Regions from separate parts of the Mus musculus genome. Here all the other regions are linked to region 2. Evidence: chromatin contacts called from public HiChIP or PLAC-seq, capture Hi-C and promoter capture Hi-C data. All regions are on one chromosome and are shown on one strand. The core of a region is the stretch at or near the end of the contact, and the rest is flanking DNA. Distances in the headings are between cores, read along the strand shown.

Region 1 (4,534 bases), core at 807-3,306, 580 kb before region 2:
ATTATTATTATTATTATTATTATACCCAGCCATAGAACCATTGACAGTAGCTGGGAGGGAAGTTTTCTCTAAGAGTGTAGCCCTTCCTAAGTAGAGAAGGCTCAAATCAAGGACCGCACCATTGTGCTTTTTTTTTTTAATATGGACAGAGTTGGGGTCATAGGGAAGGGAGATGGATCTGGGAAGAGTCAGGGGAGGGGACATAAGTAAGATAAAAACAGGTTTTTGGGAAACTCAACTAATAAGGATTAAAATTTTTGCAATGGGAAATGTTGGAGTTTTCATTCGAATCAGAGGGCTAATCGGAAAGAAACTAGAGCCATCCCAAAGTTGAATTTCGAAGACTGCTAACAGAAAAAAGAAAGAAAGAAAGAAAGAAAGAAAGAAAGAAAGAAAGAAAGAAACTAAGGTAAGGTTGCTGAGTGTTTATTCTGACAAAAATGTTAAAAACACCATCACACACACACAAGATAAAGTTTTAGTTTGGTTATAAAGAATATAACTTCAAACTAAAACTCTGTCCTAAAGAAGTGAGGTCAGTCGACAAGGATATATTCCAGAGGATGGTGATTCAAGCTACATCTCTTTGCGTTTCCCTGGGGACTCTTTGGAACACGAAAGATGTGGACACTGGTTGCCAGATTTGAGGGAGGGGTGGGTGGGACCCACTGATCTACTTATTTTCCCAGAAAAGCAGCCTTGCTACGCTATTAAGTTTGTACTGGGGCCTCAGCGACATTTTTTGGTTTCCTCAACTCCCTCCTTGCTCTCAGATGGAAACCTCAACCTCCTTCATGTAAATGAGACGGGTAGGGGTAACAGAGTTCTCCCCTCAAGCAGCCAGGCAACCACTGGGCTCAGAGAGGCAAACAAGTACCTCGGGCTTGAAAGTGAATAGCGCACTCTTAATCAATACACAATTACTTCCGACAGGAAGAGGAAAGTTCGGAAACTCCTCTTTGAGTGGGTAGGTTTGGAAGAGGTAGGAGCGTCAACTATCATTCTTCCTATAGGGATTTTTTTTTTTAAGACAGGGTCTCATTGTGTAGCATGCTAGGGTTAAAGGCGTGTGCCACCACTGTCCGGTCCCTAAACTTAATTGCCACTCCCAAGTCTGAAAACTGAACGCAGGTAGCTGGGGGCTCCCGCATCAGCGCCAGGGTGCATCCGGCTAAGGTAGCGCCAGCAGCCCCTCCGCAGTCCGGACACAGTGTTTGTGAATCACAGTACCGAACAGTATCAGATGGCGGTGTACCAGGTGGGGCAGCGACTTCGGACTTACAGAGAGTAATGACAACTTTCAATTTAGAGCAAACTTCGAAAGTTGCATTATCCACAGACCTCCGGGATGACTCGGTCGCCACACTTTGGCCCCCACATCACTCCCCGCGGGCCACAAGGGCCGCTTTGTGCAGGCGAGCGAAGAGCTAGGGCCCCAGCACCGGGCCCGGAGGCTTCCCCTCCCAAGTCCCCAGCGCCCTCGGGCTCCGCCACCAGACGCACACTGTTTACACAGGAAGGGAAGGCTCCTCCTCAGCCCGGGAGGGAACCCGCCAGCGCACGCAGATCTGATGCCCGCGCCTCGCCGACCCTTCTGGGAGCGCCCTGGGGTGCACTGCACCCTCGGCTCCCGCAAGCGGCCGCGGGCGAGCAAAAGTTGAGGAGCGCGCGGCGGGGCGGCGCGGCTTACCTGCGAGGCGCGGAACGAGCGCGCAGAGCCCGAGCAGACAGGCGTAGAGGGTCGCGGGCACCCGCGGCATGATGCGCGCCGCTCGGCTGGGGCGCTCGGCGGGGGCGGAGCGGGGCCGAGGCCGGGGACCGCAGCCGCATGCCGGGCGCTGCGCTCCGGCTCACGGCGCCCGCGGCCGGGCTGGTCCGCGCCCGGCCGCCACCATCCTCCTCGCTGGCCCGCTGGGACGCTCGGAGTTGTCGCTGCTCCGGACGCACCCTCGCCGAGTCCCCCGCGCGTCTACTCTCGGAGACCCTTCCCTTTTTCCTCGGCCGCCAGCCCCCACTCTTCTCTGCTTTCTCCTCCCCCCTCTCCTGCGGGCCGCCACTCGGTCAGTTTACGGCTAGGCGGGACGGGGCGGGGCGAGCTCGGGCCGGACCAGCTCCGCCCTGCACCGGGACCCGCCAGCACGCCTAGATCCTGGGTTGCCCAGGTGGCTGTCACAGCTGACCCACTTGTGGGGATCGGGTGTTCGAAACTTCTAGTTAGGGTCTCCCTCCCCGGTCTTGGAGTTGGGAGGGGGCGGGGCGCGCTCCATTAGGCCTGCAGAGATTACTTGGGCCAAAGCAATCTCAGTTTTGACTTCAGGATCGTGGGGCAGTTACGGCTTGGATCTGTCAGGCCATTTCGTCATGCCACAAGCGCATGCCAGGCCAGGCCTCGCCCGAGAATATTCAATCCAGACGCCACGCTTGGGATGGGCAGGGGAGGACACGTGGAACGTGGAAGTTCAGGTGAAGCGGAGGGCACCCTGGTGAGCAGGCACTGTGATAAGTGCTAACATCCCTCCCGTTGTTTAGGTGAGCAAACTGAGCCACCAAGGGTTAATATACTGGAGGAAGCGACTGCTAGCTTTTTCCCTGAAATCCAGATTTAAGTAAGGCAGCCTAACCTTTGCCTATTAAGAACCAGCTGGAGCTGGGCATGGTGGCACACGACTTTACACGGCACTTGGGAGGCAGGGGCAGTCAGATTTCTGAGTTTGAGGCCAGCCTGGTCTACAGAGTGAGTTCCAGGACAGCCAGGGCTACACAGAGAAACCCTGCCTCGAAAAAACCAAAAGAAAAAATAAATAAATAAAAGAAGAAGAAAAAGAAGGAGGAGGAGGAAGAGGAAGAGGAAGAAGAAGAAGAAGAAGCAGCAGAAGCAGCAGCAGCAGCAGCTAGAAGGTCAGGACTTGGCGGTGTAGGTGCAAAAACCTACCTAAGGCGTTTGAATCTTAAAAACTTTGTTGTGTCCACCTTTCAAACTCTTAACTGGGTGGCACTGACAGGAGCCAGTTTGTAGTGTGTGCATAGGGAAAAGTGAACCAATCCAGAGCAAACTTCAAAGTTCATCCTTGGACCATATGCAAATTCGTACTCTGTCCTACATTGCTTTGTTATGACTTAAAAGTCATATTTGGCCGGGTGTGGTGGTGCACGCCTTTAATCCCAGCACTCAGGAGGCAGAGGCAGGCAGATTTCTGAGTTCGAGGCCGGCCTGGTCTACAGAGTGAGTTCCAGGACAGCTAGGGCTACACAGAGAAACCCTGTCTCGAAAAAAAATCATGTTTGCTGCTAACCATTATCCAGTAGAATTCATGCTGCATGCCAAGCGTGGTGGCGCACTCGGGAGGTAAAGGCAGGCAGATTTCTGAGTTCGAGGCCAGCCTGGTCTACAAAGTGAGTTCTAGGACAGTCAGGGCTATCTATACAGAGAAACCCTGCCTCAAAAAACCAAAAGAAAAAAAAAAAAAAAAAAGAATTCATGCTGCAGAAACAGCCCAGGTAGATCTTGGAATTACCTGGCCCTTAGGGCAATAGCCTTGGGGCTATGCTTATCCCAGCTTAGAGGTGGCTACTACATTATGGGAGCTGATCAAAGAGTTTGAACTGGAGTGTTGCTTGGTCTGGCAGGAAAGTGTAGGATGAGCTAGAAGGTGAAATACTGCTTTAAGTACAATGGTGGCTTTCCTATGCCATGCATTCTTTGAGTTCAGGGCCCATAGTATCCCATCTTCTCTGCACTCAAAATGAGCACTTTGTAGCGGCTGAAATATCCTACTTTGTCCCACATCTGGCACGGACCACCATTTATCTAAATTGCACCTGGAAAGTGCTGTGATCCAACTTGCCCTAATTCTTACCAGACCCCTTCTGTCTTATCTGGTGGTTCTCTGGGTCCCCAGCCTGCCCAGACCTGCTGTAAGCAGTCCTGAGCAATCTAAGCTGCATTAAAGCTGGTTTGTTGATGCCTTTTCTAATTCAGAATTTCTGCTTTGTGGTTTGTGTCCCCCTCCCAAGAGTCCTTCATCTAAGTGCTCACAGATAAAAAGTGTCAGTTACACGTGATGATCTATTTGATCTTAAAATGAAACGGACCTGGGTACGAGGGCACACCTTTAATCCCAGCGCTAGGGAGCAGATCTATAAATTTGAGGCTAGGGGGTATACATAATGAATTCCAAGACAACCAGAGCTATGCAGAGAGAACCTGTCTCAAAATCAGGAGAAAACAAAACAAAGGAATGGAATTCTGACACTTACTACAAAATTAAAAACACCCTGTGTGACATGAAATAGACCCAAGGGAACAAATATTATATAATTCTCTCCCTCTGTCTCTCTCTCTCTCTCTCTCTCCCTCTCTCTCTCCCTCCCCCTCTCTCTCTGTGTGTCTGTGTGTGTGTGTGGGATGTGTGTGGGTGCTCTTATCCAGCCCAAGCTGGCCTTGAACTCTCTGTAGCTGAAGACGATGCCATTGAATTCTTGATTCTCTTGCCTGTACCTCCTGAGTGTTAAGATTCCAGATTCCAGGGGTGTG
Region 2 (5,069 bases), core at 290-2,789:
AGGCATGCCTTTAATATCAAGGAGGCAGATCTCTGCATTGCAGGCCGACAATGTCTGGGGCTTGTAGGGAGGGCTACATATTATATGATGACAATTATAGGACATGCCTGAAAGGGAAAACAACAGGAATGAAGAAAAGAAAAAGGAAAGAACAACAGGAGAGGGACAGAGAAGAACAGGCAGCGTAGAGGATTTTTTAGGACACTTAAAAGTTCATGTGACAGTGTGTAAACTATGGACTTTGGGTGACAACCTGGCCTCACCGCGTATAACATAAACGAGTCTGGTAAGAAGCGTGGACAAGGCACAAGTCTGAATATGAGAACTGAGTATACGGGAAAATCTCCCCATTTCTCTTTCAATTCTACAGCGACCTTAAAACTGTTCTCAAAAATCAAAGTCTTAGCCGGGCGTGGTGGTGCACGCCTTTAATCCCAGCACTCCTGGGAGGGGAGAGGGCAGATTTCTGAGTTCGAGGCCAGCCTGGTCTACAGAGTGAGTTCCAGGACAGCCAGGGCTATATACAGAGAAACCCTGTCTCGAAAAAACACAAAACAAACAAACAAACAAAAAGTTAAAGTCTTTAACTTATAAGCACACATAAATGGTTTAAGTAGTCAAAACCTCCAACTGCTGAGAAGTTCCTGGTTAGCTCTCTCGAAACTTAGTCCTCTCTAGAGACGCATCAATCATAAAAATGTACGGGTTACCTTAGCATGAATACCTACTGGGGGTGAGGGGGCAACAGCAAAATGGCTGGACAGGGGCTGAGCAACTGAGGGTCAGGGAGTTCAAATACAGGGCGCTAATGAGTTTCCTAAACATTTGTTCATCAGAGTCTACAAATCCGTCACGACCCTTTGGATGGATGCACTCACAGATTGACAACGCGACACTCCCTTAACTCAAAAGGTGAGAAACACCAGTTATCACCGAGGGGCGGGGATTGCAGGAGGAAACATTATAACGACATTACAGCTAAATGGAGAGTTCAACAAATGTTTCTTCCTCTGTCCCTTCTCTTTAACGTGACGCTGATGTCTATTTCCCGACGTGTCCATAGGCCAAGCCCCCCTTACTGCGCACACTCGCCTCTCACCAAGGGTGTAGCCGCCTCCCAGCGACCCCCTCGGCCGGCCGGAAACAGCAGCGAGCCTCTTCAGGGCCAGACCCCGGGGGACGCGCCCACTGACACCGCGGGCCACGCCACCACGGACACGCGTGACAACGCCCACGCGGCGCTCCGGCACGCCGCGCCTGTGAGTCCATTTCCACTCCGCATCGGGTCATCCTCCGGTCTCGGGACCGCACCCACCAGACCCAGCCAGGGCGGCCCGGCCCGGCCCGCTAGGCCCGGCCCCAGACCGGAAGCCTCCGCCGCCCCTCTCCTCACCGTGTCGACCCCTGAGCCGTCTTCTCGGGTGCCCTCGTTCTCCTCACCGACCGCGGCCTCCAGCACAGCGCCAGGGCCACCCAGCGGCTCCAGGGGTCCAGGCTGCAAGAGCTTCTCGGGGTCCGGAGGTGCCTGCTCCATAGCTGTAGTTTGGCACCGCGAGTCCAGTGCGCCTGCGCGGGGCCTTGACTCCAGCCGCCCCGCCCTCTGCTTGTGGTAGCTCCGCCCTGCGCTCTCGGTAGTCCCGCCCCTGCCCACAGAAACTCCTCCTAGGCAGCGGAGACCCCAGAACGCTGGACCACCAGCCAAGACCTGCGACCGAGGGAGGTAGGGGAAAGCTAGGGCGACTACAGAGGGTTGGCTACAAAACTGGTAATCTGGGAGAGCCGGTAAAGACATAAAGAAACTAAAGTGAAGTGAACTCAAGAAGTGCAGAAGCCACTCAGATTGGCGATCCCCTCAAGTAATTGTGTCATTAAAAAGAAAGGGAGATTGTCTTGTGACCATCGCCCTTACCTTGCATTCACAATTCCGTTTCCCCTCGCAAAGACCAGAGCAGCATCAATTATTAACTTTTAGAGAGTTGAGTAACGCATTCAGCAAAAGATAACGCCTAAAGATTTGAGAGGTAAGATGGCTGAAGCAGGCTGGAGAGCGCCATTGTTAAGTAAGTGTTTAAACTTTAGACGCTAAAGCAATTTAATTTTCTACAAGTCTCTTGTAATTTCCTGAACCTACCCCTTGGCAAGATTCCCTGTGGTGACCTGAAGAGAAATGTTCACTGACTGTAGCCTAAATATGGGACCTTTGGGTTGGTATTTTTGTACAAAACCTGGTCTCGGACCAAAACTGATTCTTGCCAAACATCCTTTTCCGGGTTGTGAAGCACAATTTCTTCCTCCTGGAGTTTTCTCCCTGGCTTGGTGGCAAAGTTCCATTCATGCTCAAAGCACTTTCTCTTGTTATTTTACAATAATTTGTTCTAAATCCAGCTTCCTCCAGCTAGACTCTAGACTTCTTTAATGCAGGGACCCCTTCTCCTATCCTTTCCCTGTTCCTTCCTTACAGAGCCTGGACTATTTATGTATTTAGGTATTTTATTGTTCGCCAGGGATTAGTTAGGTCCGGCAAACCCCCAGAAAACATGTTTTTAAATCAGAAGACTTTTTTTTTTTTTTTCCGAGACAGGGTTTCTCTGTGTAGCCCTGGCTGTCCTGGAGCTCACTCTGTAGATCACCAGGCTGGCCTCGAACTCAGAAATCTGCCTGCCTCTGCCTCCCGAGTGCTGGGACTAAAGGCGTGCACCACCACCACCCGGCAGAAGACTATTTTATTAATCACACAAGGATAGATTTGTTCTCATTATCTTGTGATCTTTTCCCAGTTTCTGAGATCTCAGAAAACTAGATCCTAAAGCCGGCAGGATGTTCGTTGTGAGCTGACCAGTGGGTGACAACGAGGAAATGACACCTGGCTTTGTAAGGCCTGAAGGAGACCATATTATTGTCTACTGTTTTGTTTTGTTTAAAAATAAAAGCTAGAAGCCGGGAAGTGGTGGCGCACTTCTTTAATCCCAGCACTTGGGAGGCAGAGGCAGGCAAATTTCTGAGTTTGAGGCTAGCCTGGTCTACAGAGTGAGTTCCAGGACAGCCAGGGCTATCTAAAGAAACCCTGTCTTGAAAAACCAAAAAAAAAAAAATTAATTAAAAAGTAAATAAATAAATAAATAAATAAAAGCAAGCTAGTCTGGTGGTGGTGGCAGTGCATGATTTTAATTCCAGAACTTGGGAAGCAGAGACAGGAGGATCTCTGAGTAGAGGCTATCTATATAGTGAGATCCAGGACAGCCTGGGCTACATAGAGACACCCTGTCACTAAATAAATAAACACTTAAATATAATAATAATAATAAACTAAAATGAATCAGACCTCTATCCTCCACTACTGAGTGCTGGAAAAACAGGTTGAGTGCCACTACCACACTGGGTAGAACCTCTCTGCCTAGAAGTCTATTCCGGAAAAGCCCTGCCTTATTCGGAGAAAGGCTTCCTGTAGGGAAGGAACACTTCGTCTGGAGGAGGTGATTCTGGCTGTAAGCAATGGCTTCACAAATCCCAGAGTGGGTTTGGATTTTCCCCCACTGGAAACCAGGATCCAGAAGAGGCTCATAGACTCGGCCTCTGCCCTGACTCCCTGTGCAGCGCAGGGTTCAGGGAGGGAAAGGAGGCAAGGATGGTGCTGCATGCTTTTATAACCCACCCCATGTACGCATGTGCACAAATAGGGAATGGATGGGAAAAACGCTAGGGGAGCTTTGGGCTCGCCATACTGGTGCTGTTTCAGAGAGGGGCCACATGAGTGACCCCACTTGGGAGCTTTCACTTGTTACTTCTATGGGAGGGTCCCCTGCAGGCTTTACAGCAGGCAGGAAAAGACCATCAGGGTGAGATAAGAATGAAACTTAGAACAATGTTAAACCTGAGAATCTCAGAAAAAGACCAGTACCATGATTTCTGAGCCACATTTGAAGCAAGCTTTAATTAAATACTGGCAAGGATGACAGATACTGGCGAGGTCCTTTCAGGGATTCTGCAGAGGCTTGTAAAGGGAAACACATAAGGCGCCCATATTTCCCGTCACAGCCAATCAGAGGCAAGTGTTCCTCCCTACATCTTTCATGCCTGAGTACCTCCCGACTACACGTGATCAAGCACATCTAGTATGATCAAATAAACTTGGTTAGGGGAACAAAAGTATGTGGCTTGTTACCACCCATATACAGTAGGCTCCAGCGTCTCTGGAAGTGTCTATCCTTGGGGAGGGGCTCATAGGTGAGACATTTTTGTTCATGGCTCTTTCAGGCACAGTAATTAAACCTTAAAACATAACTCAGAACATTACTTAACCAGGATCCCACCTAACACAGAGAACAAAACTGTACATTCTATATGATTTCATCATACTAAGTTCACAGAAAACAATCTGTGATTGATTGGAGAGTGGTTGCCTTCAGGGTAATGGGAGGCTCTGGGAAAGGTAGGCATGGCAGCAAATGCCGGTAATCCTAGCACTTGGGAGGTAGAAGATGGGAAGTCCAGGGCCAACATGGGCACTCGAGATCCTATCTCTGAGTCTGTGTCTGTCTCTCATACACACAACAACAAAAGTCAACAGCCAGGTGGCAGGAGTGGCACACACTCGTAATCCTACCACCACTCAGGAGGCAGAGGCAGACAGGTCTCTATGAGTGGGAGCCCAGTCTGGACTACAGAGCAAGTTCCAACAAAGCCAGGGATTTGTTATACAGACAAACCCTGTCTATAAAAACAAACAAACAAACAAACAAAAGATTGACTAAGGAGAGTAAAACTACTCTGTCGTCTGTGTAGAAAACTGGGATCTACAGAAAATCTGCATGAAGTATTTAATAGGCTATAAGATGTCAGTACATGATAAAATTAAATTGTATTTATTTTTAAAAGATTGACCTACTTACGTATGTATGTATGTATGTGTGTATGTATGTATGTATCTGTGTTGTCTTGGTCAGTGTTCTATTGCTGTGAAGAGACACCATGACCATGGCAACTCTTTAAAAAGGCAGCATTTAATCAGGGCTTGCTTACAGTCCCAGAGGTTCATAGTACATTATTATCATGGCAGGAAGCATGGTGAT
Region 3 (4,728 bases), core at 1,297-3,796, 540 kb before region 2:
TAACTAGAAGAGACAAAGAGATAAGCAATTGTTTTTCCATCACCAAGAAAATCGTCACTAGCTGACCACAGTCACGTGGCCCACTGCCTCACATCTCCTGGGACTTTCTCATTTATCAAGGGCTTACCCTATACCTGATGTGACCCTGTGAGACAGACACAAATGCCACCTGTGAAGAGCCCGTGGGCATTGGTTGAGATGATTTGTCCATGGCACTGTTTGAACTACAACTTTGTCAGAGGTCTGTGGAGAGGCATGCATGAGCCTATGGAAGTCAGAAGAGGCTATTGGATCCTATACAACTGGAGTTCCAGTTGAGAGGTGAGCCCCGGTCCTCTACAAGAACTATAAACACTCTTAGCTACTGAGGCATCTCTCCAGCCCCAGCTTCCATCTTTCTGTTTCCTCAGATCTGAGAGCTGCTTTCTAACCCACACCACAGTAATAACCCTACAGCTATAGATCAACTATAGGGTGCCAACTATTGACTTAAATGAGAAAAAAAAGTTCTTTTTATGGGTTCTTTTCTGGAGAACACTCTAGGACCACCATCTGCCCAGAGCACATGGTACCCAATGCTAGCTGAGAGCCATACTAAAATGCTTCTGACAGACAGAAGTCCTCAATAGTAAGAGATGCTGGCTCTCACTAGATGCCATGGGAAAGAGGAGCCCTAGTGCTCAGGGGAAGCAAAACGCTGGCAAATGGATCCTGAGGGGGCTTAAGATGTCATCTGAGCATGTCCTCATTGTTCAGGAAGTCCTTATGACATTTCTGGGTGAGACAGGTGGAAGGTGTATAAGATCCACCTCCTGTCCTCAACTGCTGAGACCGACATGGAACATACGCAAGCAAGAGCAAACACAAATGTTTAAATATTGGATCCGATGGCAGATACAGTGCTGTGAGCCTAAGCTTCCTGCTGTGGGCTGTCTCCTCTGTTATTACGGAAGGAGAAACCACAGCTAGTAACCGACTACACTGTATTTGGATCCCTGCCTACCAAGCTCTGAAGTGTGGAGCCTGCTCCTGTACCCTGCTGGGGGAATTCTCTGGCCCAAGTCTCCTTTCTACACCTCTAAGGTACCTTGAGATCCATGACTACGAATTCTCTAACCTCTAGCCATTTCCCCAAGCCTTCCCAGCAAAGGATTCCCTTCTCAGTACCCTTATGTCTTACAGAAGGCATTTCTTCTTCATGGTGACTCCAGAAAATCACGTAGATCTTATCAGTTCTAATTGGGACCTGAAGACTTGGCCACAGCACCCAGGCTTGGCAGAGGAGATCTGGTGAGGCCTACCCTCCTCTTAGGACAGCTCTTCTCCCCCAATCTTAAAAGCAGATCAAAAAAAAAATATTGGTCCAGGGAATAAAGAAAGAAGTTTGCTTATGGATAGTATTAAATATCCATTAATGATATTTTTAGGGTATGAAAGGATATGAATATAAAAGTTGAACACATTTTTAATGTTATTTGATTCTCAAAATACTCAATATTATTAATGTGTTTGATGTATAAAATGCATTTAAATAATAAAAAAATTAAGAAGAAAAAAAAGAAAGAAAGAAAAGAAGCCTGCTGCCAAGGCTGGCCGGCTGTGTTCAATCTCACTCAGGGGGTGGGAGGAGAGAAACCACTTTCTGGGAGTTGTCCGATGTCCTCCACATGTATGGTAATTAAATGTAGTAAGAGGTTTCAAAAGCTCCTATCTTGCCATGTATGTTGGCTCATACCTATAACCCAGCACTCCAAGGCAGTTGGATCAGAAGTTCATCTACTGTATGGAGAGTTCAGTTTAACCTTGGTAGCACGAGATTCCATCCCCCAAACAAAGCAAGTCAAGTGGTCCTTTACATTGAACTCAATTTCTCTTCCCCCTTCCACTGCCTCCAATGCCTTATTCCTTTCTTGCATTTGACGTCTAGATCTGGATTTCTCTCAGAATGGGGTGGGGTGGGGGACAAATTCCTTACCTACTCAAACCCAGATAAACTCTCCCTAGTCCAGAAGAAGAACACCTGTAGGGGCTCTAACCCCCACTGGGATTGCTCTTTTTGGCCAGAGATCCCCAGTTTCAAGTGTTGGTGAAAACAGACATATCCCCGACCCCTCCAGGTCTGACTCTCTGATGATCACAGGAACAGATCTAGATCCAGCTTGCTAACCTCATCCTTGCACGACTGAGTCATCTTTATCCAACTTCAGACAAACCTCTGCCCTGCTGTGTCCCAATGTCAGCCATAGACTTCTTTTGCCTCTGCTGTCTTGGGGGTCACAGATGAAAATGTCAGCATCTCCGAGCTGAGCTAGTCAAGAAATGGCCCCAAGTCAAGACTAGCAGCCACTTTAAAAAGTTGTAGGATCAAGCCTGCTGTTTCTGTTTCAGAGACTACGATACCAATTCAACTTATCAAGTTACAGAAGCAACCACAAAATAACAAAAAAGGAGTTTCTTACCCACGGTCACCAAAAGGAGACTGAGAGAGAGAAGCAGGAAGCCTTTCATGGTAGCTGCTCTTGCTTGATAATCCAAGGAGGAAATGTGTCCTCTCCTTCGCTGCCTGGAGTTTTAACTGTCTTTCAAGTCCGAAGTCCACTCATTAACTGATAGAGGCAAAGGCAATTCGTGGTCAGGATCTGGTCTCTGGTCGTACAGCATGGGCTGCTTCCAACCTCAGAGTCAGGTCACTTGAGCCCAGCTTCAGGTTGATATCCTTGACTCAAAGTCCAGGACAACTGTAGAAGTCTGAGTTCTCTTTAGAAATCCTTGCAAGGTCAAAGGTGAGTGTATTCAGCTAATCTCTCTATATCTTGGGAATGGTAGACCTATCGCCTCCCCAGAGCCTACTACTGTCTCTCTAAACACTCAGTAATCTAGCCGAGAACGATGATTGCCTTACCTCTGACCCCTTCTTATTTTGTGTGTGCACACCACAGTGCTCATGTAGCTGCCAGAGGATGGTGGGAAGGGTTGATTCTTGACCCTTCACCATGTGGGATCATGGGATGGAATTCAGGTCATCAGGCTTAGTGGCAGATGCCTTTAACTCTGAGTCATCTTCTGGGCCCTCCCCTCCCCAACTCCCCACCATTTGACTGCAAAGAATTCTATTTTCTCTACCTGCTGTTCCAAGAATACCTGAAAAGTCCTTTCATGTTTTCTCCAACTATTTATGACTTGACTTGTGTCATCTTTTGCTGTGGACTCCCACACTGGGCTTTTCCTAATGGTCACTTCTAGAAACTTCTAGAGCTAACGTTTCCAAGCTTCCCTCCATCTCACATATCACTTTAACTGGACATAGACCCCAGTTGTCATGCTCCTATTAGAAGCAGGCTTGAAGGTTATTGACGGTAGGCTCCCTTTCCCATAACCACCTTGGCCCACCGTCTGTCGTGGGTCCAATTTTAACAGAGGCCAATTTGAAATTCCACAAGCAAAGAGAAAACTTGGGAAGCAGAAGAGACAGACAGATCTCTGTGAGTTCAAGGCCAGCCTACTCTACAGAGAGAGTTCCAGGCCGGCCAGGGTTGCCTAGTTAAGACTGTCTTTAAAAAACAAAACAAAACAATAAAATCAAACAAACAGCAACAGAACAATCACCATGTGAATGGCATCATAGTCACTTTTTAAAAGCATTCCTTCCTCTCTATTAAAAAAAAGGGAAGGGAAGAAGGGAGGTGGGGGTGACAGCTTTGTTGAGGCCCACAAAGAGAAGGAAGGCTGCTTCCTCCTGGCAAAGCAGGCCCATTGTTACTGGTCGATCATTCTGCGCTCAGCTCTGCCTTCTGTCCACGGCCCTGGGTAGAGACAGGGCTTTCTAGAGAAGAAACAAGGCATACCAGCGCCCCTTCTCCTAAGACTTTCTCCAGAGGGGCTTGTCAGTCACCGAAGCAGGACACTGATCTCAGAAGAGCTGTCTGTCTGAAAACTTAGGGGAATAGAGTGAAGTCCTCCTCAATGGGAGTTGGCACAAAGGGTCCTTTAGTCATTATCCCCTGTCACCTGGGGGTTCAATGTGTGCTCACGCATCACTGCCTCAACCCTTTGTTCTCCCACCCTAGAGCTCCCACCATCTCAGGAGCCAGCTCTGTCACCTGATAAGGCTTGCTTAATCCAGTCCTTTCCTGAGATCCAGCCCCACCCAGAGGAAGATACACCAACCATCCCCACGTCCTTTAACCTGACCCTTAACTCTGTTCTCAATCTAAAAATCATATTAATGCTCAGAAGCTCCTATTGTCCCCAGGGTCTCCACTCAAGACTACGATAGGGGGCTGAAGACACGGCTTAGAGGTTAAAAGTACTTCCTGGTTTTGCAGATGACAGGTGTTCTGCTTTCAACGCGCCGGCCAGGTGGCTCCCAACTGATCCTGTAACTCAGGTTCCAGGGGAATCCACACCTCTGGCAGGCATGTACACACAGTCTTAAAGATAATAAAAATTAATATTAAAAAATAAGAGGACTATGATAAAGAGGCTGGGAGAGGGGTGTGAGTGTAGTCAGCACCCGGTCAAGACCCCGGCATCCATGTTAAAAGATGGACACAGTGGTGTGGGTTTAACCCCAGTGTGGGTGATCCTGGAGCTTACCAGGGCTACTAAGGACTGGCCGGCTTGGCCACAAAGGTGGGCCACCCCAGAACCCCTAACCCTCTCTGCCAGCACTGTCTAGGACTTCTGGAGCCACACTGGCTTGGGCACAGAGGCACACCATTAGGTAGT
Region 4 (4,566 bases), core at 828-3,327, 700 kb before region 2:
CTGGGTAGGATGTAAGGGCTCGATGAAGGAAGGTGTTGGTCAGTGTCTTAGAGTCTATATTCCTGTACAAACATCGTGACCAAGAAGCAATTTGGGGAGAAAAGGGTTTATTCAGTTTATACTCCCACATTACTATTCATCACCAAAGGAAGTCAGAATAGGAACTCGCACAGGGCAGGAACTTGGAGGCAGGAGCTGATGCAGAGGTCATGGAGGGATGCTGCTTACTGCACTACTTCCCCTGGCTTGCTCAGCTTGCTTTCTTATAAAACCCAGGACTACCAACCCAGGGATGGTCCCACCCACAATGGGCCCTCTGCCCTTGATCACTAATTAAGAAAATGCCTTACAGCTGGATCTCACGGAGGCATTTCCTCAAGGGAGGCTTCTTTGTGATAGCTCCAGCTCATGTCAAGTTGACACACAAAACCAGCCAGTACACACAGCATAAGAAACACTTCGTGTGGAAGCCACGCCCCTCCACTCACTGGCATCTGCACCATCTATTCCTGCCTAGCTTTACTAATGCAGAACATAGGTGGGAAACACGTGTGGTCTGGACAGTGTCTATCTAGAACTCTAAGCAAAACCAGGGAGGCCCAATGGTACCTGCTCAGCACCGTAATTACCCACGCACATCAGGGAGCCCAGCTCCAGAGTATTGGTCTGGTTCAAGTCCTGTCCCTGATAAAGTGTATGGACATGCCAGTCTCTACTGGGGCTACTCAAGACCGCTCAGAAAAGGAGGCGCATGCCCGAATGTACAAAGCCAACACAAAGTTGCTTGGTTTCCATCCTTACTTTTTCATTCCCAGTCTTTCCTTTTCATTACAAAAGCACTAAACAAACACAGACCGGAGGGCAAAACCTAACATTTGCAAGGCATGTACTTTCAACAGGCAACTCCCCAATTCTACCAACACCCACAGATGCCAGGCAGACAGCCCTCAGGGAACCAGTAATCAGATCTACACCATAAATGCGTGACCTTTTTATTTCATAGAAAAAAAAACGATCAACTGGAAAAAGCCAGGCTGCGCGCTAGCTTTGTACACACAGACTCTTCCGGATACCTTCTTGTCTGGCCCAGCAGGGAAGAGGGCAGCCAGGCCTTCAGAGGTTCATGGAGACAGCAAGCTGGAGGCGGCAGAGGGGAAGCTGAGAACACCAGAGTCTCCTTGCTTTCCCTGGCTTGGAGGGAAGTGGCCCCAAGTGCCTGTGGCCCGCTGTGTGGCTACCAGGTCCCTTAGGGCTCAATGGAGGGCATCTCCATTATCCGTGCGTGCCTAGCTAGCGTGAGCAAATGGTCCAGGAAGTCCAAGGCACGCCAGAGTCTTCATCCTTAGTCCCCCTCCAGCCATCCAGGAGCCTCAGTCCACTGAGCCATTGTAGGATTTGTTGAACTTGTTGAAGGCGAAATCGACAGTGTGTGTGGAGATGGGCTTTCTGTACAGGGGGTTTGAGGCCTGCGAGCACAAGAGAGGAGAGCACACGTGTTAGTTCAGCCTCAGGCCCGTCCAGCACCTGCAGGGATGCCTGCTTCTGACTTGTTCTGTGCTCTGGGGGAATCCCTTTCCTTCTCTGAGCTCTTACTTTTCATCTGTGGAATACAGGGCTTAGGCAGAAAGCCCCAGAAGTCCCCTGGAACCTGAACAGACAGACTCTTAACTCTGGGGAGTCAGGGGTACTTCCCCTGAGCTCTGTTCTGAGCCTGCGTGTGCCCGGGGCAGAGGGCTTGCTCATGTGACCATCCAACCAGGCCTGAGAGCTCGAGCTTTTTTCTTGGGTTCCGTCTCTGTGTCTGTCCAACTCCCCACTGAGCCTGCCTCTGGCGCTTCACCCTCAGCAGTCCCAACATGCACCAGGATCTGCACGCCCCTCGAGTCTTCCAGGTGTGTAATTCTCCTATTCAGTACTGAAGGTGTTGACTCTTCATTGTTGGTAGGTCGGTTTGTTTGCTCTGTGATACTGAGGATTGAGCCCAGAGCCCTGCGCATGCTAGGCAAGCACACTACCACTGAACTACACTCAAAATTTGGTCATTTATTTCCAGACAAGGGCTTGGTAAGTAACCCAGGCTAAGCTTTGAACTTCAAACTCCTGTCTCAGCCTCCAAAGCAGCTGGGATTATAGGTGAATACTACCACACCTAGCTCTTTTTTTTGTTTGTTTGATTGATTGTTTTTAGCCTTTGACCCTGGCTCTAAGCCAGCAACCTCTTTTTTAACCACCCCCTCTTACCATTTCATAACGGGCCCTGGAGCGCTCACTTTGGAACTTGGCAAACTCTCGGCGGTCGTGGATGGTGACGAGCAGCTTCCAGATGGCCAGGAGTGCCATCCCAATCAGGAGGATGCTGCCAACCACAGCCAGCAGGATGGTCATGGCATTGGGGGCACTTCCACATTCTGGAAGGGACCAGGAGACGGGTGGGCAGAGCCGTTAGCATCCTGGTTATGTCCGAGGTGAAAAGTTGCTCCCTCCCTTCTGTCCATTCCCCCTTCATGTTGCCTCAGTGAGACTGAAAGCTGAGCTAGGTCTCCCCAAGGAACAGACAGAGTCAGAGAATTCAGTCACTGTTTCAAGGTCACACAGCCAAGCCGTGACAGAAATGAGGCCCCTGATCAATGGCTATACCTCTATTGGGCTGTGTCCCAGAGGCTCAAGCCTAGCCCACCTCCAGGGCAGGAGGCTTCAGGAACAAACCAGGCAGGCAGGAGGTAGCATGCACCATTTCCGAAAGGCCTGGTCTGAGGTCAAGCATTTCTGAGCCCTTAGCAAAGAGCGCTAAGGAGTAAATGTGCTTATTTCTAAGCAAAGATAGGGCTTGAAAGCAAGGCCTCAAAGCCACAGGCAAGCGCCCTGGGTTGATGCTACACTTCCTGTCTCTGGCCTAGGAAGGCATTACAGTGTTTGGGGCATTGGGCTCAACTTGCAAATTGGGCTCTGCGACCTGGACTCTACAAACCTTTTTCTACTCCCTCCTCCAATCCAAAAACTGAAATGGCTGGAGTCCCAGTCACTTTGAGGCCCAGGCGTTAGTCCTGGTGCCCAGAACAAACACAAGATAGAATTGTTGGTACTGAGCAGGCGGCAGGGAGGAAAGCTAGGCCCAGAGCTCCATCTGCCCTTGGAATCTCCACTGGGGAAAATAGCAGCAGTCAGACGGACTGGATAATCCTCAACTTAACGGACCCCCTAGCTGCCCTGGTGGAGCAGCTGCCTTGCACCTTGCAAAACCCTTTAACTCAGTACTCGAGGTTTCCTCCACAGTAAGCCCCCACAGCATCGTTCCCAAAGCCCCACTGCCCCAGCCTCAGCGCTCTGCTAGTGTGCTCCACACACGTACTTTGAGATGGAGTCTCAAGTAGCCCAGACTGGCCTTTAAATGGCTTGAATCTCTCATCTCCCCGTCTTTACCTTCCAGAGTGCTGGGTTCACAGGCTTGCACCACCACAAAGGGACTGGCACAAGAAACAGGGCCGAGGATGGTCCCTCAGACTCTCACGTACCTGGCTCCCGGAGGACCGTCAAGTTGGACCTCCCATTGGGCAGTTCTGTGTAGCTGAACATCATAACGCAGTCCTTAGCAGTTTTGTAGAAGCAAAGCACAGCCTCCTGGTCATCTTTGACTAGGAGAGAAGCAAGCAGAGACACCCTAAGCATCTCTCTGGGTAGCACTAGAACCACTCATGGATGGGGTTGGAAGCCAAGCCCCGCAGGAAAAGATGGGAGACTCCAAGAGGCCACAGGGCTTTAAAACGAGCTCAGATTTCTAACACCAAGATCACAGACCCAGGGCTGAGCTTATTGATTTGGGGACATGTGGATCCCATCAGGATTGTCAACCCTCTGAAGTGTTGGCTAGTGGTGACATGAAATAAAAGAAGTCTCCAATGGTTAGGAGTGGACACGGTTGAACAGAACTGGATGCTGCAGGCCTGAGTGAGTGACTGCTTTTGGAACCTGGCCCAGTCTGCCGGACTGAGTTGACTAAAGAGGACCAGAGGTCGCTCTTCCTTGAGAGCTAGAACTCAAGGTGCGAGGCTTTGAGGATGAAAGGCTGCTGTGTGGTGGCGCTCCACACTGTCAGAGATCAGGCCATTAAAGGGCCAGCTCTGTGTATAACAGGTCTCACTCCTGACAAACCCCTTCCTTGGCTGTCATAATCCTCCTCTCTCCCCACACTGCCCTCGACCCTGTCCTGTCCAGGTACCAGGACCCCAGAAAAGGGACTGATCTTTAGGAGGCAAAGAGGTTGGAGAAAGGGAAGTTAGGCCGTAGGGGTACAAGCATCCCAAACCACAGCCACAGGTCAATGCTGCGACACTAAATGTGTTTCCTTTCCTATCTTTTCAACAGGCGCTTCAGCTAGGAAGTAGATGGACACCTGGCGTGGTTCCCAAACATGATGGCCCAACTGTTTTCTCAGTCCCCCTCAGACTTAGTGAGAGCGTATTTTTAAAAGCACAAGGAAGAACTGGATGCCACGGCACCCAATTATAATCCCAGTACTTGGGAGTCTGAGACAGGAGGACAGAAACTTTGAAGTGGGATATATAGTGA
Region 5 (4,893 bases), core at 773-3,272, 830 kb before region 2:
ATTTTTAGGGATAGGGGTGTTATCTTTCTCCATCCACATGGGAGCCAAGCTTCACTGTTAAAAATGGTGCTAAACAGTCCGCACTGGCCAGTTTGCACAGCCCCGTCTCACACCAGTGCTATGAATCCTCTCTCTCTTGCTGGCAGAAGCCTGGAAGCTGAAGTGACCTGGTGTGGTCAGTCAGGACAATGGCAAGGACAATGGTAGACTTGCTAGTCTCAGCCCCCAGACCCTTAACAGCTTGTGATTTACCAAGCTACCTGGGGTGAGACACAAAGGCTTAGTACCTCTCTGACGTTTCCTCTGGCTTCCTTTCTCTTTCTGGTTTGTCCCTCTTTCCCCCTCCCCCCTCCCTGTCCCTTTTCTCCCCCCCCCACCTCTCTCTATCCCCCCCTCCCCCCCCCCCCGACTTTTCATCCTTTATCTCCTCCCTCTCCCTTCCCCCAGCTCCTGAAAGAAAAAGCATTCTGTCTGAGAAGGCCACCTCTCCTAGGGGAATTCTTGTTTTGGGAAGTCCAAGAGGCCTCCTTGGCAATCACTCTGGCTGGGCTGGGGGCTGGGAGAGAGAGGGAAAAGAGGAACCTGGAGAGCTCTGTGCTCTGGGAGCTTCCTGAGGTATCTTCTTACTCAGGAAGAACCGTGTCGCCTCCGTTTCTCTCCTTACTGTGGTCACCACAAAACCAAATGTTAGACAAAGAGGACTTGGCTGGAACTCAGTTCACCTCTTTCTATGCAAATTGGATCGTAATTTACATAATGTTTCAGAACTTGCTTTTATTTCACCTTGTGAACCTCTTCCAAGTAGACATTAGGAATTTGTGTTGTTGTTGTTGTTCTGGAACTCACCAGGCTTGGAACACAAGAGATCTGCCTGCTTCTGCCTCCTGAGTCGTGCTGCCCACCACACCTGGCAGAATTTTGTTTTTTTCCAGTGATGGTGCCGGCACGCAGAAACTTTTGCATGCTGGGCAAAGATACTATCAGTAATCTCAGTCCTCAGCCCTCCAGGATATTTGGACGGCTAAGTATGTAAACAGATTTGAGCTCGAAAACTGTTGGTGTGAGTTTTGTGTAGCCAGTAAAGCTTGTGGGAAGCTACGAGGGAGGGCTGAGGGTTAGGACGCAGGTGTTTCTGAGGTCACATGTGGACGGACACACTAATGCTTGAATGCTTGGCCTGGAGTTTGTCTCCCTTCCATACCTTCCGTTTCTGCAGAGGTAGATTTTTTTCACCACGTAGACCTGTTCTCTCACCTGTCCCCTCGGGACATCTGTGAACTCTAGAGGCTGGAGCTGCAGAGCCGACCCTCCCTCCACTCCTTGGTCATGTGACTCATCTCAAAAAGCAGGTCCAAGAGTTTTTTGTTTCTGTTCTTCGAGACATTCCATAAAATATAGGTCATTAAATCCATGTAAATGAGAAGGGAGGATCTATTTCTTTTTTCTGACTAGGGAAAAAAAATAGGTAAATGTAAAAAAATTAAATATAGGCAGATGAAGATAAAATTCCATGCCTTAAACATAACAACTTCTAGAGCAGTGGTTCTCAACCTTCCTGATGCTGTGATCCATTAATACAGTTCCTCATGTTGTGATGACCCCTGACCATTGAATTATTTTCACAGCTACTTCATAACTGTAATTTTGCTACTGAGCAGTGTCTCAGTTCCTAAGACCATTGGAGATAGATGCTTTCCAATGGTCTAACCCACAGGTTGGAAACGTGTGTGTGTGCATGTGCGTGTGTGTGTGTGTGTGTGTGTGTGTATACATTTACAGGGGTTACAAAATATTCTAGACTTTGAGAACAGATTACTAACCATAGGTAGCTTGAGATTGGAGCATTGTGGTTCCTCCCTAGAAAGAACCAGACACACCCCTTTGGGGCTTCCTATTTCATTTGAATACTGTTCAGTCTCAAACCTGGGACCTACAGCAAACTGAGGTGCCCATTTAACATATCAAGGAGTCCTGGCCACCAGACTCTCCTATCATCCCTCAATCTCTGCCTGTTACAAGGTATGGCTGGCATTTTCCCCACCCGCCTCCCTGAACTCCCCAGCCCAGAGGCTGGGCTACCCTCCCCATTCACTCTGGGCTCTCCCAGATGTTTCTGCCTCTGGCTATGCTCTCCCTCTTCTCTGTAGTAAATCTTCTCCACCACACCTAGGTCTTGTCCACCATTCTTTTCTCTTTTCCCTTCATCTGGTGCAAAACCCCAGGTCTGCTTTGCTATGTTAAATAGGCACCTCTGTTAGCCATTTGCCCTGGGTTTGAGACCTTAACAATATCACTAGATGCTTTTTAATCATGCATCAATGTGAATTGTTCCTATTTAATCAACTTCCTTATTTGAAGTGATATTTCATTTTTGCTCTAAACAGTATTATAAGGACACCTACCCATACCTGCATCCCAAGGGCAGATTCCTAGAGTGGAGGGTCTTCCCTGGGAGGATCTCTGAACTTGGAAGCTCATCTGCTACCAGTAGCTTCATCCCCTTTGAGAGGAGCAGGGTGCTGGGTTTTGTTTAGGATTATGAAAAGCACCCTCTGGAACTTGGAATTTCATGATTCCCAACTGTTTACCTCTGTTTACATTTTCTGAATTAACTTAATTCTTTTATATGAAAAAAAAAAAAGCCCTGGCTCAGAGTATAACAAACTAATACCTTTGATTCTTGGGCTATGTACTAATATACAGAGTCTATAAATAGAACTGTATTTTGTGGTTCCGTATTGCAAGGTAATAGATTGCTGTAATGAGAGGCTGGGTTAAGAGCCACAGTGAATGTGAATGCCGGATAGACTGCTTTTCTCTGAGACCTTGTACAACTTATATAAATAAATTCTTTTTCTTGTTTGTTTGAGGGTTTTATTTTCCTGGAAAATAGAAATGACCCTGGAATCTATTCATGGAGAATTTTGCAAAGCATAAATGAGTTGACATATGTAAACCACTCAGGCTGCTTTGTTGTAAGTGCTAGGGAAGTGTTTGGTTGTTGTGGATCATCCCGAAGTCCCGAGGGTCATGTTGAAATGACTTCAGCAGTCCCTTAATCATGTGGGAAGTTAAGGCACACACTTTCCGAGTCACTCCAAAATTTTAGGACTACCAGAATTCACCAGGTGTCAAAGACACAGTATCAAAAAAAATTTTTTTAATTAAGACAAAAAGTAGAGTACTTCAGTTGTTTTAATTGGTTCCATGTTAGAGTGGAGATAATATTCTGCAAGTCCTTGTTGTGTTGAGTAAATTTGGGACTAGTGCTCATAGAAAATTCTAGATGACGCTAGGTAGATTCAGGTTTCCAGATATTTTACAGTCCAGCTTGGGAACTGATCCGTAAGTGTGAAACAGTTATAGCAAACGAACAAGAAAAGGAAGAATTTGTCATCAAGATCAAGAATGCTGGCATTGTGAGTTCCTATCTGATTGCTAATTAATGTAATTAAGCAGATGCTAATGGGGTCATCTGGGAGGCTTCCCAAAGCACAGAACACAGGTTAGGGCTTTTAAAGGACTGCAATTCCAAGTGAATAAAGGAGCAGAAACATGCAGTGGACCACAAAGAAAGTAGGGCTGCCCAATCTATTTATTCCCTGGGGCTCAGTGGGCATGAAGTGAAGCTAGTTCAAACTGAGATGCCCCTCTGCTGCACACACCAGCTTAATTTAAAAAAAAAAAAAAAAGTAGAGTGCCACAATTGTTTGAATTGGGTTCCGTGTTAGAGTGGAGATGATATTCTGCAAGTCCTTGTTGTGCTGAGTACTATACATTGTACTTTGGCCTCTTTTTATTTTTTTAGTGGAAATTAGGGAGATGACATCATACTATCTATAGCAGATGACTTGGCCTTTGAAAGGGGGAGGGTAGTGAAAGCAGAATGCACCTGCCTCTTTGTTTGGAAAAGTTAGAGCGAGTTGGACTGGATCCGGCCAGCGGAGAGCACAGCTCTTTGGAAAAAAAAATCTAGGACAACGGGGGACCCGGCAAACTGGAATTTCCTCCTAGATTCCTGAAACTAAATTTTGACCAAAAATCCTTTCCCGTGGTAGCCACTTACTTACATCTGGTGCTCACAGATGTCTACTGGGATTCTGGGGACCCTCTACCACTCAGGGGACCCAAGTCCATCTCAAACCACAACTTGGTAATCAACAACCAAGAGCCAAGAGCTAGGTCCAGCTGGTCTTATTCTATCAGAGTCTGTCTGAGTATCCAAGCAAATCCAGAAGACTTTGTAAGACGTCCAAGGGGTTTCCTATGACCCCTCCAGGCCAGATGGAAGTTCAGTTCAGTTCAAATCTGAAGCCAGGTGTAGACACCTAGTGTGGTCCAGTCAAACTGAGAACTATGAATTCCACACGGGCTTAGCAAGGCCTGGGCTCCCAGACTGTGTCTGACTCCTAGTCATGGGTAATTCCTCCAAAGACCCCTTCTCCGTTTAAAATGTAGATGGAGCCATGGATTAGGTTCCTGTGTGTGTGTGTGTGTGTGTGTGTGTGTGTGTGTGTGTGTGTGTGTGTGTTGTCTTTTATACACATCTTCTGAAGTGCTCTCAAGTCAAAATAAAAATCAATGGGACACTGAGACTGTCCCTTGGCAGGGTGTGGAGATGGATTTTATTTGGGCAACTGGGGCCCTGTCTGAAAGAGTAACATAAATATCAAAAGTTTTGTTGCTCCCTTTCATTGGGCCCCTAACACACTGTGTGAACTCTGGGTCCTATTAAAGGAGTCTTTCCAAAAGGCCTTGCTAAGTATTATGGGAAACCACAAAGAGAATACAGCCAAAGTGCACAGGGCCAGATATGGCTGTGTGGAGTTCCAGTTTGGGTACCTTGCTTGAAGCTGCTTTATTTCAGTAGCTCGGATAGACTGGGCACAGTGT
Region 6 (4,723 bases), core at 1,065-3,564, 970 kb after region 2:
TATGTACATTTAGTTTATCCATCCATTGATGTCACTTGGACACTTCTACCTTTTTGTCCTACTATTTTTATACATTTTACAAGTTTGTACTAATATGTTCTCATATTTCAAAGGCGATTAAGAGGAAGGGCCTTCCTTTTCATATTTGAGCCACCTGAAAACAGAACTATATATTCAAAAAAAATCTTTCAATTGGGTTACAAAAAATTAAATTTTCGCCTTTAACTCAAGCACTTGGGAGGCAGAGGCAGAAGGATTTCTGAGTTCGAGGCCAGCCTGGTCTCTACAGAGTGAGCTACACAGAGAAACCCTGTCTCAAAAAAAAAAAAGAATGCTTACTGTTCTTCCAGAGTACCTGGGTTTGGTTGGTTCCAAGTACTCACATGACAACCTATAACTTTGTCACTCAGTTCTAGTTCTCCTGCCTCTTCTGCACCACATGCACATGAGGCACTTACATTCACACACTCTAAATACATATTTTAAAAAATAAGAAATCTCAAGTTTTCCCTTCCGAAGTATCTGCAATTATTTAATTCTGCTACCTCCACAGATAAAGAATTGTTCTTAAGAACAGTAATAGTGATATTCTAAGACAGGGGCTATTTAGCCATGATTCATTGACAGGACAAATCTGCCCCCCCACTTTTTGTTTTTCATAAAGTTTTATGGAAACACAGGCACTATCTTCATTTACAAAGGGTAATGTAAATTAATGTATTGACTACGGTGGCTTTTGTTCTACAGTGGCAGAGCTCACCAAGTGTCTTCAGTAGACTATATAGTCCACAAAAATACTTACCATTCTGCCCTTATAAAGGGCAACCCTCACTAATACTACTACATTATAAAGGACAGGTGTGTAATAGCACACCTGCAACTCCAGTATTTGTGAGGCTAAGGCTATCCCATGCTACACAGTAATAAAACTGTGTCTCAAAACATGTCTAAAAAAATGTTAAAAAAAAAAAAAAAACCCTAATTCACAGCAGATGAACACAACTTGACCATTACTACACGTGATGTAACTCTGTCCTTGACTTTAACTGATGTGTGGGCAGGGCTTATAAAACCACAAATCCTCACGATTCAGACTATTTAGCCTTCTTTTTCTTTTTCTTTAAATTAGAAAATGATGGTTCGAGCCCTGCGATGGTGGCTCATACCTTTAATCCCAGAACTCAGGAAGCAGAGGTAGGTGGATCTCTGGGTTCGAGGCCAGCCTGATCTACATTGTGAGTTCCAGGACAGCCAGGGCAACACAGAGGAACCCTTTCTCGAAAAGCAAAAACAAAAATGGTTCCCTTTCAAAGGGATTTTGGGCCGTTTTACCCAATAAACATGCTTAATTTTACTTACTGATTTCCTTTGATTCTTGTCCAGAGATTCTAAGCTTGCATTCCTTTGCATAGTGTTTTTGAATAATCTCCCACAGGTCTGTATTGACCAGAGAATTTCTTCGGGTATGGTACCGAGTCCACGAAGAGACCCGGCGACGACAGAAGGGACAGCATAGATTGGCCTTTTCAACAGTGGACTGGAAGCATGGGTTACAGAGCGTGTGGTTGCAAGGTAGGGTTACAGGCTCTAGGAGGATTTCCATACAGATCCCGCACTGACATTCGGCTAAGGAAGGGATGGAGGTTTTAGGTGCAGCCATCTTCATATGCTAATGAGACCTACCCAACGTTAAAATCAGAAAGGGACTAAAGTCGTCTTTCGCCTAATCACGCCCAGAACGGAGAAAAGCAGCGAGCCGTTTGGTGTTTACTCTCACACACAGCAGCGGACTGAGATCCAGAAGGCCTGAGTTCCCACGGGCCCGAGACAAGCAGGAGCTGTGATGTCAGGTCAACAGTTATGCCCTGAGTCCAGCAAGGGAATGAAAGAACGTTCCTCCGGGAGTCGGCGGCCTCGGGGCGGAGAGTGGTTCTGTCTCCCCGCGCCACACAAGCGCTCATCCAGCTCCCCTTCTTACGCGGTGAGGACCCGCCTCTACGCGCGAGGCGGCCGGGCTTGCCAGAGCCGGAAGCCCGGGCACCGCCGCTCCCAGAGCACCCGGTACCGCCCGGAATCCGGGCTCGGGCCGCCGCGGGACTTCCGTCTCGCCGTTGCGGTGGAGGCAGCCCTCCAGTGCCCACGCTCCAGCTTCTGGAACACCTCGCGGTACCCCCCGGGTCCCGAGACCCAGCCGCTCGCACCCGCTGTCCTGCCAATCGGTCTACTGGCCGCGGCCGGAGCAGGTACCCGGGCTCCACGGACGTCACAATTCCCCGCCAAAACGGCACGTCTTCCCCCAAGGAACCGCTCAGTCGGGCGGGACTTCCGGGAGCTGCGTCTGCGTTCCCGCCTAGCCTGCTAGTAGCAACTCCTCCCGCTTTTGGTCGCTCGGCTACTGTAGGCTGCAGAATCTTGCTTACTCAAGTAACTCTCTAAACCAAGATCCGAACAGGAATTTTTGTAATTATTCTTTCAGTATTCTTTAGGCTACCCTTCTCCTAACAAAGCTTTCTAAAGTTCTTAGTGCTAAAAGAAGAAATTACAACAAATTTACCTTAAAGATTTTTCTTAGCATTTATTTGCAACACTAGCATTTTATAGAATGAGCAGCAGATATTGGCCTTATAGACAAGTGACGCTCAAGGAGAGCAGCAACAAAGAGTTACACCTGTGGTTTCAAAGAATCCTTGTAAAGGTTAAATAAGGTGGGGGTGATATCCTTATGGTACTGGCTAAAACAGCAATGTAGAGATTTGGCTGTTATTGCTTTCCCTCTTGTTTTGGGGGTGCTTGGCTTGGGCCCTCTACCCCAGACTTTAGCATGAGTAAATGCCTATTGGGTTTGGTATGTGGAGTCTGAAGAACTCAACAAGAGACCCATTTCTATAATCAATCCCAGCATTTGGGAAGTAGTCACAAAAGGATTATTATAAACTAGCCTTGGCTACATAACTGGTTCCAGGTCAACCTGGGCTATATGAGACCCTTCCTCAATTGGTCAGCTGGTTCCCAAAACATTGCAGGCAGAGGCAGGAGGGTCTCTGTGAGGTAGAGATCAGCCTGGTCTATACAGTGAGTTTAGTAAGAGACTCTGTTTCAAAAAGGAAGGAAGGAAGGAAGGAAGGACCTCTGAACTAGGCATGGACACGTGTGTCTTGTAATTGAGGCATTTAGGTAGCAAAGGCAGAGGCAGAAACAGGAGGACCTGGAGTTGGAGTCTGTGATGGTTTGCATATCCTTGGCCCAGGGAATGGGACTATTAGAAGGTGTGGCCCAGTTGGAGTAGGTGAGTCACTATGGGTGTGGGCTTTAAGACCCTCATCCTAGCTGCCTGGAAGCAGTATTCTGCTAGCAGCCTTCAGATGAAAATGTAGAACTCTCAGCTCCTCCTGCACCATGCCTGCCTGGATGTTGCCATGCTCTGGCACCTTGATAATGGATTGAACCTCTCAATTTGTAAGCCAGCCCTGATTAAATATTGTCATAAGAGTTGCCTTGTGGCCAGGCGTGGTGGCACACGCCTTTAATCCCAGCACTCGGGAGGCAGAGGCAGGTGGATTTCTGAGTTCAATCCCAGCCTGGTCTACAAAGTGAGATCCAGGACAGCCAGGGCTATACAGAGAAACCCTGTCTCAGAAAAACCAAACCAAAAAAAGAGAGAGAAAAAAAAGAAAGAGTTGCCTTGGTTATGGTTTCTGTTCCTCAGATCTGTGACAACTTGGCATTTATACTTCTTTCTGTGTCACAGTCCACTGAGGTCTTCAGCTTCCTTTCTAACGACTTAAGGCCCACAAGCTTGGCAGAAAGTAGCAAGACTGTCCTGGAGCTGTGGCTGAGACACTGACATAGGTGCTGGGAGTGGAACTCTGGTCCTCTGGAAGAACTATACATGCTCTCAGCCACTGAGTCATCTCTCCACCCCTATTATTTCATGCTTTCAATTGATTAATTGCCCTTCAAAAGGCATTCAAAATTCAAAATGTTCAAATTGAGCAAGCAGTCTGACTCTTCCTAGGGAAATATAAAGAAATGTCTGTTTCGCCTAGACAGGGCAAAGACAGACCAAAGAAGAGATTCCAACCAAGTCCAGCGTGGTGAACCAATGAGTTCATTGGTCTTACAGGAGCATGGGTGTGGGTTACTTACAGAGGCATGGATGACTTGAAGGCAAACCATCTAAAATCCCCACCTCCGTGTGGGGATGACCCCCAAAGCTGCACCACTGCATTCTGAACCCCAATCAACTGCCCACCTCCTGTACAGTCTAGCGTCCCACCTCCTGTACAGTCTAGCGTCCCACCTCCTGTACAGTCTAGCGTCCCACCTCCTGTACAGTCTAGCATCCCACCTCCTGTACAGTCTAGCGTCCCACCTCCTGTACAGTCTAGCGTCCCACCTCCTGTACAGTCTAGCGTCCCACCTCCTGTATAGTCTAGCGTCCCTGAAGATTAGGTGTGGCTGGAGCAAGAGTATGTACAGCCTAGGTCTGGGGTTGGAGACTCAGGGGAAAGTAGCATTTCCCTTTTCCATCAACGAGGAAATGGCAGTAGGACTGATCTCATGACCCTGTGCTGTGGCCAATCACAGCTTCTCTGATTCGAGACAATGATGTCATGTCCTGTCTAGAGAAGTTCTACTAGCCAGTGAAAACAATTTCTTTCCCTTTGACTCTTAGATTCTTAGTCCTCTACCCCCACCCCCCCCAAAAAAACCCCACATCACT

The links. Promoter capture Hi-C pulls out the DNA fragments that hold promoters and counts their contacts. HiChIP or PLAC-seq counts read pairs in DNA pulled down with a chosen protein or histone mark. Capture Hi-C pulls out chosen DNA fragments and counts their contacts.
Region 1: a contact with region 2 is called in a capture Hi-C map of macrophages, with 2.8 times the contacts expected there. The contact joins the promoter of Itgb5 here to the promoter of Snx4 in region 2. A contact is called at or near these places in 6 of 39 promoter capture datasets (the HPC-7 cell line, embryonic stem cells, hematopoietic stem and progenitor cells and 3 more), 2 of 115 datasets of contacts at active chromatin or transcription factors (cardiomyocytes and embryonic forebrain) and 2 of 9 other capture datasets (embryonic stem cells and macrophages).
Region 3: a contact with region 2 is called in a promoter capture Hi-C map of hematopoietic stem and progenitor cells, with 2.5 times the contacts expected there. The contact joins the promoter of Muc13 here to the promoter of Snx4 in region 2. A contact is called at or near these places in 10 of 39 promoter capture datasets (the HPC-7 cell line, cranial neural crest, embryonic stem cells and 5 more) and 7 of 115 datasets of contacts at active chromatin or transcription factors (T-cell acute lymphoblastic leukemia, acute myeloid leukemia, embryonic basal ganglia and 4 more).
Region 4: a contact with region 2 is called in a promoter capture Hi-C map of liver, with 4 times the contacts expected there. The contact joins the enhancer-like site here to the promoter of Snx4 in region 2. A contact is called at or near these places in 3 of 39 promoter capture datasets (the HPC-7 cell line, hippocampal neurons and liver), 3 of 115 datasets of contacts at active chromatin or transcription factors (the 230-238 cell line, bone marrow-derived macrophages and cardiomyocytes) and 2 of 9 other capture datasets (adipose tissue and liver).
Region 5: a contact with region 2 is called in an H3K27ac HiChIP or PLAC-seq map of embryonic stem cells, with 4 times the contacts expected there. The contact joins the enhancer-like site here to the promoter of Snx4 in region 2. A contact is called at or near these places in 2 of 39 promoter capture datasets (hippocampal neurons and pre-B cells), 1 of 115 datasets of contacts at active chromatin or transcription factors (embryonic stem cells) and 1 of 9 other capture datasets (adipose tissue).
Region 6: a promoter capture Hi-C map of liver shows a contact between it and region 2, with 3 times the contacts expected there. The contact joins the promoter of Rnf168 here to the promoter of Snx4 in region 2. A contact is called at or near these places in 3 of 39 promoter capture datasets (liver and neutrophils) and 1 of 115 datasets of contacts at active chromatin or transcription factors (bone marrow-derived macrophages).

The regions. Positions count from the first base shown.
Region 1 is chr16:33,827,187-33,831,720 of GRCm38.p6, reverse strand. Itgb5 (integrin beta 5) reads right to left here and starts at 2,056. Exons shown (of 15, transcript NM_001145884.1): 1 at 1,691-2,056. The coding sequence starts at 1,760.
Region 2 is chr16:33,247,926-33,252,994 of GRCm38.p6, reverse strand. It overlaps Snx4 (sorting nexin 4), which reads right to left and starts at 1,539. Exons shown (of 14, transcript NM_080557.2): 1 at 1,394-1,539. The coding sequence starts at 1,534.
Region 3 is chr16:33,792,307-33,797,034 of GRCm38.p6, reverse strand. It overlaps Muc13 (mucin 13, epithelial transmembrane), which reads right to left and starts at 2,546. Exons shown (of 12, transcript NM_001382834.1): 1 at 2,460-2,546. The coding sequence starts at 2,508. Gm15658 (a long non-coding RNA gene) reads left to right here and starts at 896. Exons shown (of 3, transcript XR_003951910.1): 1 at 896-1,290; 2 at 2,389-2,783.
Region 4 is chr16:33,945,557-33,950,122 of GRCm38.p6, reverse strand. Itgb5 (integrin beta 5) reads right to left here. Exons shown (of 15, transcript NM_001145884.1): 13 at 3,513-3,632; 14 at 2,242-2,408; 15 at 785-1,466. The coding sequence ends at 1,371. Among named protein-coding and RNA genes, the nearest start is that of Umps, 19 kb to the left of the region's middle. Within about 2 kb of position 2,077, at least 12 of the 459 cell types and tissues checked have an H3K27ac peak or open chromatin away from gene starts, as enhancers often do. A contact at or near this core is called in the HPC-7 cell line and liver, where this site is marked.
Region 5 is chr16:34,083,305-34,088,197 of GRCm38.p6, reverse strand. The region is part of intron 34 of Kalrn (kalirin, RhoGEF kinase); the gene reads left to right. Among named protein-coding and RNA genes, the nearest start is that of Gm41448, 34 kb to the left of the region's middle. Within about 2 kb of position 2,022, at least 11 of the 459 cell types and tissues checked have an H3K27ac peak or open chromatin away from gene starts, as enhancers often do. A contact at or near this core is called in embryonic stem cells, where this site is marked.
Region 6 is chr16:32,275,052-32,279,774 of GRCm38.p6, reverse strand. Rnf168 (ring finger protein 168) reads right to left here and starts at 2,314. Exons shown (of 6, transcript NM_027355.2): 1 at 1,360-2,314. The coding sequence starts at 1,666.